Linked DNA regions of Sus scrofa: region 1 is linked to region 2. A link is a contact called in public HiChIP or PLAC-seq data. All regions are on one chromosome and are shown on one strand. Each heading gives the region's core, a stretch centred on a gene start, on an enhancer-like site or on the middle of the called end of the contact. The rest is flanking DNA. Distances are from core to core; before and after follow the strand shown.

Region 1 (6,126 bases), core at 2,121-4,620, 150 kb before region 2:
TGAACTCATGTACAATGCATGTGTAATGTACAATGCTTTTTAAACATGGTTTATTTGAAAAAAGAAAATCCTCCTACAAACTTAGAACCATTTAGATTATAAAATTGATATTTTATGATTAGAATTTACAGTTCAGAAAGCTATGATTTCTAGTCATAAAATATCAATTTTTTCAGTATCACTTAAAAGTATTATCTGATAAGACTGACTGTTTATCTGCGACCTGCCATTCTACTCTGTCCTTCTGAGAGAACAAACACACAGGTTAAGCAGAAAGGATATGGGGAGCAGGAAGAACCCAGGCCAAGAAAACCAGTGGCACTGGTTTGGCATCACAGAGAAATGGTCAGGAAAACAGGCTGGCTTTCAGAGGCCTCTAATTCATTTTTAAACAAACTGCAAGTAAAAATGCCAAATATTATGCACCTGTTTCTTAACCCAACCCGACTTCATCTTTTGCATTCTGACTTCTTGCTTTTACTTCCCAACAAATAGCAAAGTACAATATGCCCATTGTGAACGATTAACTTGGTGATGTGTCTGAAAGGTAAGGGCTATGGCTTACTATGGCTGATACTTACTGTGGCTGATATATCTGGTGCTATTTTATATACTCCTGTAACACACTGCTTTCAGCTACCCTGGCTTATTTCCAATGGAAACTGGGGAGTCAAAACAGAGACTCCTCTGAGAGCAGAGTATAACTGAACATGCAGTGCAAGAGAGTGCTCTTGACTCAATCACAGGGCCACTGTGATTGATTCAATGAGGCACAACAGTGGGACACAGAGGAACCAGATAACAAGCCTTCCCGGTACCATCCCTGTACTTGCAGGTTGTGAAGGGAAAACCACTATGTTTAGCGAGTGTTGTTTGATTTCATCAGTCCTCAGGAAAGATAGAATGAATGAAATAGTGACACAAACCAGATCTGTTTAAGCAGGTTATGCTCGCTAATTTTGATAAGAGGACTTTAAAAACATATAGATTCCATGGGGGAAAAAAAAGTCAAACTCTGAGAAATGGAGCAGAATGTTGGTTGCCAGGGGTTGTGGAGTGTTAGTAGTCGAAGGGTACAAACTTCTAGTTTTAAGACTAACAAGTTCGGGGATCTAATTACAACATGGTGATTAGAGCTGATCGGGTTGTATCATGTACTTGAATGCTGCTAAGAGAGAGGAGATCTTAAAAATTCCCACCACAAAAAAGAAACGGTAACTATGTGACTGGATGGAGATGGTAGCTAACGCTCTGGGGGTAATCACTTTGCAATATAGAAACGAATCAAATCAACACGTGTGCCACCTTACAATTACACAATGTTGCATGTAATTACATCTCAATAATGTTGAAGGGGGATTACGTTAAAAAAAAAATACATATATCGATACCTCGCACCCTCAGATTCTGAAGTTTGGGCTCAGACTCTCTAATCCTGAGTAATTATGCTAGGCAACCGAGATTGAGAATTGAGGTAGTCAGCCTAGATTTTCAAATACACCTCCAAATTCTACTCAGATGTTTAGTTTTAAATCTATTTTTTCTCCTTAAGCTTTAGGCAAAGACAAAACAGGATACCTCTTCCTTTCCCAGGCCTTTATATTCACAGAGGGAGTGTTAAATACTTTCTCGTACTGCTTACCAAACATTTGTTTCATTTGACAAACGAAGACACAAACCCAGAGATGTTAAGGACCTAGTTCAAGGTTATGCAGTAAACTAGTTGGAGCACTGGGGCTAGAAGGCTGGCTGTTTTAGCCTCTACGGTCAGCTGACCATTCCTTTTCTTCTCTTTTTCCCCCAGCTTTACCTCCATCATAAGAAGGAAAAACAGAGGAATCTAGGGGATTTTTTTGGAATCACTAGATCCTACATTAGGGCCTATAATTTCTTATTATAAAATATTTTTTAAAAATCCATTTCTCGGAGTTCCCATCGGGCACAGTGGAAATGAATCTGACCAGGAACCATGAGGTTGTGGGTTCGATCCCTAGCCTCGCTCAGTGGGTTAAGGATCCAGTGTTGGTGTGAGCTGTGGTGTAGGTCGCAGATCTGTGGCTCTGGTGGAGGCCAGCGGCTGTAGCTCCGATTAGACCCCGAGGCTGGGAACCTCCATAGGCCCCTGGTGCAGCCCTAAAAAGACAAAAAGACCAAAAAAAAAAAAAAAAAAAATCCATTTCTCTCAAGGGCTGCCTTACAGTTTTGTGGGGTGTTTGATTTACTCATATAAATAATATGCTTAGTGAGGGCCCACAACTTGATAGACTCTGGATGGCTTTATGTAATTCAGGAAGGAGATACCTCAGCCTCTGACCATGACCGTCGTGAAGCAGAAGATAAATATCAGCCCTTCAAAGCAGAAATGATGGTTCTCTAATAACAGAAATCTCTTTCCAAGTAGCTTGAACATCTCTATACCCTGTTACTCTCTGAGGGACCTAAAAAACCACAATGGAGTGTTTACTAAAACAGTGAAAGCAGTATAATAAAAGTCATAAGAATTGTGAGAGCAGTGGCACATTTCACAAGAGTTAGCACAGCTCAGAGTAAACTTGGGAACTGTTAATTGCCTCAAAGTGAAGTGAGGATGCTCATCTGGATCTGGCTAGGAGGCAACTTTCTAGTTAGGGTGTCAAGTTTTGCACCAACTTCCAAATGTGCACAGGAAGCTGCAGGATCCAGAATTTGAGGCTAAACAGCTCTATCTCCTTCGTCCTTGCCCACCACTTCATTTCTTTTTTTTTTTTTTTTTTTTGTCTTTTTGCTATTTCTTGGGCCACTCCCGTGGCATATGGAGGTTCCCAGGCTAGGGGTCGAATCGGAGCTGTAGCCACCAGCCTACGCCAGAGCCACAGCAACTCGGGATCCGAGCCACGTCTGCAACCACTTCTTTTCTGAATCTACAAAGAGCTGTGAATCGTGAAGGGCAGGATCTATCAGCATTCATTACAACTTCAAAGGCAGCAGGCTTCCAGGTTCAATGAAAGGTGTTTAGGGGTTTTTTTAAGCAATAATGACATAGGCTATTTTTCAATGAAAAGTAAACTATTTTCTTTCTTTCTTTTTTTTCTTTTTGGGGCCGCACCTGTGGCATATGGAGGTTCCCAGGCTAGGGGTCGAATCGGAGCTGTAGCTGCTAGCCTATGCCACAGCCACAGCAACTCGTGATCTGAGCTGTGTCTGTGAACTACACCACAGTTCACGGCAATGCCAGATACTTAACCCACTGAGCGAGGCCAGGAATCGAACCTGCATCCTCATGGATGCTAGTCAGATTTTTTTCTGCTTAAAAAAAAAATAGTTTGGTGTGAACTCCCAAACTATTTTCAATATTTCAATGAAATGACCTATTTCAGAGCACACACACATACAGAAAACACTGGAAATAGCCTTGTCTCATGACCTAGAAGTAGCAATAGAGAATCTAAAGGGAAACAGAGATAGATCTCTGGAAAGATAAAGTTTAGTGTGTTTATTTTTCTTCCAGGGCTCCAGATAGTTGCCTTGGCAGGCAGACTGCTCTAAAACTGCCCCCCTTCTGAGGACTCAGAGGTGTTTACAGAAATCGAAAGTTCCAGCAGTACATTTCCATGAGCTCATTACCACTTCCTTTAGATTTTGCATGTACGAGGGAATATTCATGCAGTATAAACCCCTGCTTTGAGCTTTTGTTTTAATTACAAACAAAGCAGCACAAGTCAAATATGTGAATACTGCAACGTCAGAGCATCTTTTTAGAATCCTTGCTTTGGTCACTATTATTGAAAGCAACCCCAATGCCATTTCTTGCCTGTCTCTTTATGCTAATCGGCCTGGCCCACTCAGCTCCTCCCCCTTCCAGCCTCCCTTAAGAACTGTTCACTTTCAGCTGTCACGGAGGGTAACTTAAACCAGGCTTAGAATCACTTGATTTAACTCAGCAGCACTTTTTTTTTTTTTCTTTGTGTATGTATGACTCTAGCAGACATCTCTAAATACTCAGGACATTAGATTTCAAGTCCGCAGAGAGAGTCGAAAATTGCAAAACTGTAATCTGTTAGGAAGAGTTACTTTGCAGGATTTTATATTATAAGGGGGCATGTTTCAATGTGCTTTTAAATGGAAGAAGAATTAATTGTGCTTTTATCCAAATGAATTGGCATCTTTATATGCAGAAGAAGCTACAAGTTGGTAAACACATATTTTAAGAATCATGACTAGGAAACATTTGAAAATTCATTAGAGAAGTAAATATTTTTCCATGCAAGGACAGGATCTGCCTATACCTCTGTGGTTCTGGGTGTTGTGTGAAGACCACTGCAGGTGACTGGCCAAGGGAAGGAAATACCCTAGTGATACGGGAGCCACAGCCGTACTGCCAGCACCATGTCTACCATACAAAGCAAAGGCAGCAGCCACCTGTTCAACAGTTTGCACACCTGTAGATGGAAACTTCCAGAGGACCAGCAACATCAAGGTGAGTCAGGCTAATGGGTTGTGAGTTCTGTGATCTCTTGTGCATCTGCATACCTGGAAGGATGGTGGGCCGGGGAAGTACCTGGGGGATCTCTGTTGTGAAACGCTTTGTGATCTTAATATTTTTAAACTCTGAGAATAGATATAATAGTGATGCATAAGGGTGAGTTAACTTGGATTCAGCATCAGTTTTCAAAGGATCATGGAAGACTATCCAGAATGCATACTGGAATTGTCATTCTGAAACTTACATGCTTACACTTCCAGCCACTGCCATTTTTCGAGAGTATTTGCATTTTGTGTAGTTCAATACATTGATCTGGGCAAGGCTGTACAGGTGGAATTTGCTAAGAATGACTTGAAGTCTGGAACTTTCTCCTTTGTCCTACCATGGGACTTAAAGTTTAAACTTAATTTTTTTGGACTTAAAGTTTAAGCTTAATTTTGTCTGGCTCTCCGGCTCATTCATTCATTCATGGGCACAATAAATATATTCTTGACTCTTTCCCTTTTACGATTCTGGAACAGCTGGGGGCAGACAGGGAAAAGTGTCACATTTCACATGATGGGCACACATTCAAACTGAACTACCTAACTTCAGCCATTGTCACTATCAATCTTCTAAAATTTCAAGTCCACTACTCAGTCAGCTATATCAGTTAGTGGCAGAGGTTGACATGAATACGTAGGATGATGCCTCCAATCCATTCTGTCAGGGACACCAAGGACACCTGCAGAAAAGCCTGGGTGCTATCATGGATGACGATACCCCCCAGAGGCTAAGGATTTAACCCAGATACTTCTAACTTTTCCTCAATACCCTGGGATGGAGCCGTCTATGTATGGACCTAGGCTACAAGCTCTTTGCTTACTTTTCCATAGACACAGTTTTAGATTTCAGTGGGGTGGGCAGTGTTGGCTGTTTCACTTCCAAGGTGGCCACTGTGTGCTAACATTTGCGTGAATGTGTCAGTCGCCTCCCTACTTCAGTTCCAGGACGACATGCTCTACTCCTAGTTTAGTGTGAGTAGAAAGTACTTCATACTAAATGACAAAAAGAGAATACTTTTAAGGCCCCTTTGCACCATCAGGGCTAATATTTTGAACTGCCTTAGAATATAAAGTCCTAGAACGTGCCAGAGTTTACTCATAGCACTGTAAAATGTACTCCTCTATTAACAGACAATCCTAATTCCTCATAGGTTTTTTATTTGCTGCTCATTTTGTTTGAAATGTTTAAAGCTACCTCCCCTCCCCCACAATTGTTGACGACTATTTATTATAGAAACTTGGTAAGGAGGAGCATAAAGAAGATAGCAAACATCACCTGTAAAAATCACCACCCAAAGATAGCTGCTATTAACATTCTAATGTATAGTCTTCTAGCCTTTCCTTTCATGCACATGTACCGATTATTCTGTTGCTTAACTTGTTTAAACAAAAATACTTATTTTTTACATAGAGTTTGCAAGCTTTTTTTTTTTTTTCCTTTTTAGGGCCGTACCCACGGCATACGGAGGTTCCCAGGCTCGGGGTCTAATCGGAGCTACAGCTGCTGGCCTGTGCCACAGGCACAGCAATGTGAGATCTAAGCCTCATCTGTGACCTACACCACAATTCACAGCAATGCCGGGGATCCTTAACCCACTGAACGAGGCCAGGGATCGAACC
Region 2 (6,526 bases), core at 3,758-6,257:
TTCAGGCAGGACCTCTGGGATCAGAATCTCAGGAATTTTGCACTTTGAACATGCTCCCTTGGGGATATCAGCATACTCTAAACTTTGGAGTGTCCTGTCTGCAAACCATTGTGGGGCCTGGAATTTCAAGCAGTTTAACAGCCATGAGAGAGCTGATCAGCAAATTAGTTCACAAGCGTTTCCATGGCTATTCTCTGTTTCGGCAGAAGGTGGGTAGGCAGGAGGAGAAGTCAGGGGACCAGCACAGGCATTGGACAGCCATGAATAAAATGCAGTTGTCCCCTTTTGGCCATCACTGACCTCACTACTGGGCCATTTCCTCCCAACTCCTTCCCCAGCCCAAGGGCCAATCAGACCTGTCTTGGCATGGGGGTGGCCACCAAATTTTCTTCCTCTCAACTCAACAGATGAAAAGGATTTAGTCGCTAGACGTGGGCCTGGCTTGGGGCCGGCAAAAAAGAGAGACTGCTGAGTGAAGAACCCAGAAAAACGCACAGCCCAGGGCCACTGTCATCAGATAGCTAGGCAGAGCAGGTGTGGCCTCTTCTAGCCTAATCCTGGCAGAGCTGTTGGCCACCTGTCCTGACAACTGCAGGCAAAACTGGCTAGAATGATGATCCAGCGCCACTGGAGGCCCACTGGGAATCCTCTACACCAGCTGTCCCTCGCCCTGCAGCCCTGACTCCACCCCCCACACACACCAATTAACCAATCTATACCGTGCGTAATTGCACTCACAGACACAGCATGCTATAGGTTTCCCTCCCTGCCTCTCTCTTAGATCATAATAGAAAACTTTTTTCTCACTCACTTCAGATAAGTATTCTGAAGTCAAATTTAACAATCCAGCCTCTGTGACTCTACCATTTCCTGATCTCTCTCTCTTTTCTCAGAGCCTCTGCTCTGCTGAGTGGAAGGAGGAAGCTTGTCCACATCCAGTGGGGCTCACCATGGAAGAGTTGGGTCATTCTTTTTCCTTTTTTAAATGTTTACTATTTTTTTAAAAAATTTTATAGTTGATTTACAATGTTCTATCAATTTCTGTTGTACAGCCAAGTGACCCAGCTGTAGATATGAATACATTCTTTTTCTCATAGTATCTTCCATCATGGTCTGTCCCAAGGGACTGGATATAGCTCCCTGTGCTATACAGCAGGACCACATTGCTTATCATTCTAAGCATAATAGTTAGCATCTATTAACTGATTTGGGTCATTCTGGCACAAGGGGCTCCCTCCCTCTGGCCTCCCGCAGTGCTTGCTGCCTGAACTAACTACCCATCAGCTTCTAGTGTATTAGCTGCTATCTTTGGCCGTGAGCTTCTCTTATGGTGTTTTATCTTTTCTCCTCAACTTGACTTGCAACGTCCTTGAAGACAGCAACCATCCCTTAATCTTCTGTTTTGTTTTCCTAGTGCCTTGCTTTTATTTCCATCCACGTGTATGAATGTGGCAGGACATTTAGCAACCACACCCCATGTTCCAAGTTATCAGCACTGGATAAAGCTGTCAAGGGCTGCTCATCTTAGCAGGGAGTGTCTTTCGCCGCATTTGGTTAGTCAAGCACCAAATTGCCTGCACTGCATTCCACACACTAGAGATGGCAGTGACATTAAATTTCGAAGAAAAAAGATCTACACTGACAGGGTCAGACTAACAGGATTAAGGACAAAAGAAAAGGTGAAGTAGCCTCTCAACTGCGTGTCATTTTGCCCACCAAACTGGACTGACTTAGCGTTATGTGCAGCCAGCCTGCTAAGGGCTTTACATGTACTCTTTCATTTAACCGTCTCGGGAACCCACGAACCGGGTTATTCTTCCATTTCACAGAGAAATTAAGGCACTGAGAGCTCAAATAACTTCCCAGGCTTGGTAAACAGCAGAATGAGGATGCAAAGCCAGATTTGTCTGACTCCACCACAATCCTTTACTGCCTTTCTAATGAATCCAACACCTAATAGAGATCCCCAGACGGTAACCTGAAGGTTCTCTTTCCTAAAGAAAGAGTTAAAAGCAAAAAAAAAAAAAAAAAAAAAAAAAGTTTGGGATGGAAATGCTGTAAAATTTGGTTGTGATGACTGTTGTACACCTATAAATGTAATAAAATTCATTAAGTAATAATAAAAAATTTAAAAAAACTATATATATATATATATTATTTTTTTAAAGTAAGCAAGCAAGCAACCAGTCAACCTTTCCTCAAAGAAAGCCAGATGGGGAATTTAGGTATATACTTATTTACCCTCACTCTGCAAGTCTTCATCTTTATTTCTTGTATCTGTCTCTTCTTCTATCACCTCCAGTTTCAGCTTAGAACAAGATCACCTCTTCTACAGACACTTTCAAAGCCTCCTAACTCTGTCCACTCACATGTTCGAATCTATTCAGAAGCTGACCACTGCCTATCATCACTCCCACACCTCTCAACAAGGCTCTGAGTTTTTATTTGCAACACCCTACAGTTTCATCTCAACACATCAGTGTGTCCTTTTAAAAGGTCACGTCACAACTCCGCTCAACAGCACCTCTAGCCCATCTCCCACTACCTTCTCCTTTGCTAATCCACTCTTGGAATATGGCTTCCACGTAGTTCCTTGAAAAAACATGACATTCCTATGCCCCAGGGTCTTTCCACTAGCTGTTCCCTCTGCTTGGGGTTCTCTTCCCCAAGGTATGTGCATGGCACATTCCTTCGTCTCCTTTATGCTTCTGCTTAAAGCTTGCTGTCCAAGTGAAGTTTTCCCTTAACGCCCTGCTTAAAATTGCAAACCAGCTTCCCACCCAAGGACCTCCAATCCCTTTTGGCTTGTTCCATTTTTGCTTTTATCCATAGCACGTATTCTAGTATACCATACACCAGATTTATGTTTCCTGCATCCTCTCTCCGAAGCAGAAACTCCACGAGGGTGGAAATGTTTTTGTTTTGCTCAATGCTATATCCCCAGTACCTAGAACAATGACTAGCATATAAAATGTGCTCAGCAAATATTTGCTGAATTAATGGTTTACATGGTTTACCAGCAAGAAAAACTGATAACCCCAGGTCAGTGCACTGTTTACCCTATGGCTTTGCATACTCCTGGAGTTCTGGATCCACTCTGGGAGGCACTTACTCATCTGCCTGAGAAGCCTGGTAACAGAGAGCTATTAGAGGGGAATGACGTGGTGCGTTTTACATTTCAGTCAGTCCACTCTGGCTCTGGGGGATGGATCTGGGGAGGATAAGGCTGGAATTATGAGTCCATTCCAATATTCAGATGTTGACAGCTTGAGAAATATTCAGGACACAAAAGGGAAAGATGTAATGATTGGATGGATGTTGGGGTTGGTGGGAATCTGACTGATTTTCAGGTTTGGGGGCTGGGCAATTGAACAGATAACACGGGCAGTCATGGAGACAGAGCATACCAGAATAAGCCCACTTGGGGATGGACCCGGGAAGAGAAGTCTCTTCTTCCACCTAGTTCAACATTCACTTTAGCAATCCCTTGACAAATAAGTAAAGTTGATTTTGGCAAAAACCTCAACCAGAGCAGCAGAATATAAACAAAAAGAATCCTAAAGGATCATTTCTTTGTTCTCATTTGTCAGTGGCACTAAGCTGGCCTTAGACCAGGCAGAGTCCTTCCTAAAGAGAAAGGCAGGAACGGATTCTCCTGGATTCAAAGTCTATTGTGCATCTTAAGATATACAGCTACCAACATTTCTGTTAACTTCTAAAGCAACGAATTTTCTCATCTCTTTGGAAAATAACTTCAAAATTAGGCAATTTTAAAAGCGCTCCATCCTAATGATCCTTAAACAAAGGTTTACCAACAAAATATTTCAAGCTACCACTTACTGCACCGATAGTTTGACCCTCATACCTTACCTGGAAAGTTCTCTCGATTTAGCTTAGGTCTGCGGACGATCACAAAGTCCTTTTCATTCCCTTTGCTCTTCAGCCGTTTTCGCGGAGGGCTCTGCGGGTGGCCCAGGTTTGAAAGCAGTTCCTGGGGGATGTTCTCACTGTCCACCTCCTCCTTCTCCAAGGCAGAGACCCCCATGCCTGAAAGCAGTTCAGAAGTCTTGCTAGAATCCCATCCCCACGTGAAGCTGGTGGTAACGTTGCTACTCTGGTCGGGAATCTCCTGGAGGTGCTTCCTGCAGATAAGCACAATAGCCCCCGTTCCTTTAAAAAACACACCCGTGAATAATTCCAAACAGGCCTAAAGGAAGCTGCAACTTATGCATTACCGAAAACGCTCACAGCAGCTAACTGAACTTGCATTTTAAGTGCCGGCGGCGAGTTCCCAAGAATGAAAGAAAAAAGAACCAAACACACCGAACAAATCGAAAAGGCTTTTTGATTTACGATCATGCAGAAGGCCTCAAGAATGTCTCAAAGTGGATGGAACAGATAAGAAGAGGGCAATTATACAGTGATTGAAAACAGGAGCAGAAAAGCCCAATAAGGGAAGCCAAATAATATCGCACGCTGATCACAGCACTAAAGCATCCACCCATCCACGTTTTCCCAAAGAGGAGGTTAAGCAACCATTCACATTGCAGCATTACAAACAATATTAGGAAGTAGCAAAACTCGCGGCCTAAAAGAATTAAGATGGTCCACTCACGGTCTGCCCCTTTCTGCAAACGGTTTACCTGTGCATGGCGTCCGCAGGTTCGGGAGTTTTAAACGCGTGCATTAATTGCAGAGGTGCCCGCCTCCCGGATTCCCGCTTTGGCGCGCGGCGGCGCACTGCGTGTGGCTCCAGCCCCCAGCAGTGAGACCCGCGAACTCTATCAACGTTCCATCCCCACCGCGCGCGCAGAAAACTTCTGCCCGCTCTCCTCCCCGCTACCGTCTGCGGCCCCGCTGCCTTCTGGGAATTGTAGTTTTCTCCCTGCCTGGCAATCCGGCTGCCTCGCCACTACTTCCTTTCCTCGCAGCTTTCCCCGCCTTCCATATACCCACAACCCCCCGCGGTTGCGGCACTGGACGGCCCACAGGGTAGGCGGGGAGGCGGAAGTGGGCGGTGCTCCAGCCGACCGGGCTATGGCAGCAGCTTGACGGGCGACAGGTTTTCTTTTCCCGGGAACCCCTAGGCCTTCTGGTGACAGCCACCGCCGTCGCCAAAGAGCGTGGGTTCCAGACCCCAGACGGCTGTGGCGGACAGGGGGTTTCCAGGTCCTTCTGGAATCTGTCCGGCGAGATCGGACGGTGAGCCTGAGGGGGGAGAGCCTGAGACATTTTGGGATCTGGGGCCAAGTGCAGGCGGCGAGAGAGGGACCCACGAGACCCCGAGAGGCCGCCGCCGCGGGGCCTACGTTCCTGGCCGCTGAGTGGAGGCAGTGGCCCGCCCCGCCCGCCAGGTGAGAGGTTGCGGCCGCGGGCGTCACACCTGCCTGTGTCTACCCCTCCGCCGGGAGCTGCTTCCTCCATCCGGGAGAGGGCAGCCCTTAGGATTGGGTCTGTGGACAAGATCCTTTCCTGATCTGTAAAATAGGCACTATGGCAACGAAGGATTATTTCACATCTTGCCGCCGTCAGGGTCAAACCAGAGGAACATGAGTGAGAGCATTTTGTAAGTGAAGGCGCAGTTTGAGTCAAAGGTGGTGGTTGAATTTTAGGGGATCAGGAGACCGCTGTGTTCCTGTCCGCAGTGGCAAAGCTGAGCATCCCTTTGCAGCCTTGAGCAGTCTTACAACACTAGCATGACTGTATCCGTATACGCTAGGGGCCACTAACAAAGCCTATCGGTTGCTCTCTCTCGACCGGCTGCTGCTGATTGCCTAATCTCTGAAAAGCAGGCTGCTTTTGCCTACCTCCGCGGAGAAGAGTTTGGAGATGGTTAGAGAGCGTGCCATATTCCGAGTATGATGACCGGGCGAAATCCACTGTGCAAACTGTACTATAACTGTGACCCTGGGAAAACAGGGTGAGAGAGAGAGAAGGGGAAAAAAAATCCAACTCTAATAAAAGTGGAGAGGATTTATAAAGCCCAGAAGTAAGCAGGTCAGCGTCATCACAAAAATATTAGAATGTTACCTCAGTATGCTGTGTGGCATACCTTCTTATTTCTTGAACAACAAGAAACAAAAAAACTTCTCTTTATACTGGGATTAAACCTCCCTTGCCAGGGTATGTGCTTGTTTTAGGCTTAGTGCTTCGCTTGAAAAACAACCACCTCTTGACAGAGGAAGGCATTCATGAACCTTTAGTTTGTTCTTAAAAGTAGGTGAGATTGGTATAAAGAAGGGATCTGTTCACAGATTGATTCTGATTGAACCTAGGTGAAGGATACTAGGCTAAATGTTCACAATTAGTGAAATTAATGTTATGTGGAAAATAGCTTTAAATGCAATTATTCTGATTTTTTTTACATAAAGTAATCTCTATGTTACTTTGAGTAAGGAGAAAGCAGTTGCCTTCGCTTGAAATCAACACCCTTTCCCTTAAAATTGCAACTCAGAGGAAATATTTTTAACCAAAAAAAAAATTGGGAGTTCCCATGGTGGCACAGCGGAAACAAATCCAACTAGGA

Evidence for each region. HiChIP or PLAC-seq counts read pairs in DNA pulled down with a chosen protein or histone mark.
Region 1: a contact with region 2 is called in an H3K27ac HiChIP or PLAC-seq map of alveolar macrophages. The contact joins the promoter of RANBP3L here to the promoter of LMBRD2 in region 2. A contact is called at or near these places in 1 of 47 Hi-C or Micro-C datasets (fibroblasts) and 1 of 2 datasets of contacts at active chromatin or transcription factors (alveolar macrophages).

What each region holds. Positions count from the first base shown.
Region 1 is chr16:21,609,633-21,615,758 of Sscrofa11.1, reverse strand. It overlaps RANBP3L (ran-binding protein 3-like), which reads left to right and starts at 3,370. Exons shown (of 16, transcript XM_021076595.1): 1 at 3,370-4,456. The coding sequence starts at 4,366.
Region 2 is chr16:21,461,403-21,467,928 of Sscrofa11.1, reverse strand. It overlaps LMBRD2 (LMBR1 domain-containing protein 2), which reads left to right and starts at 5,007. Exons shown (of 19, transcript XM_021076992.1): 1 at 5,007-5,354. It overlaps SKP2 (S-phase kinase associated protein 2), which reads right to left and starts at 4,659. Exons shown (of 10, transcript NM_001171755.1): 1 at 4,644-4,659; 2 at 3,871-4,142. The coding sequence starts at 4,651.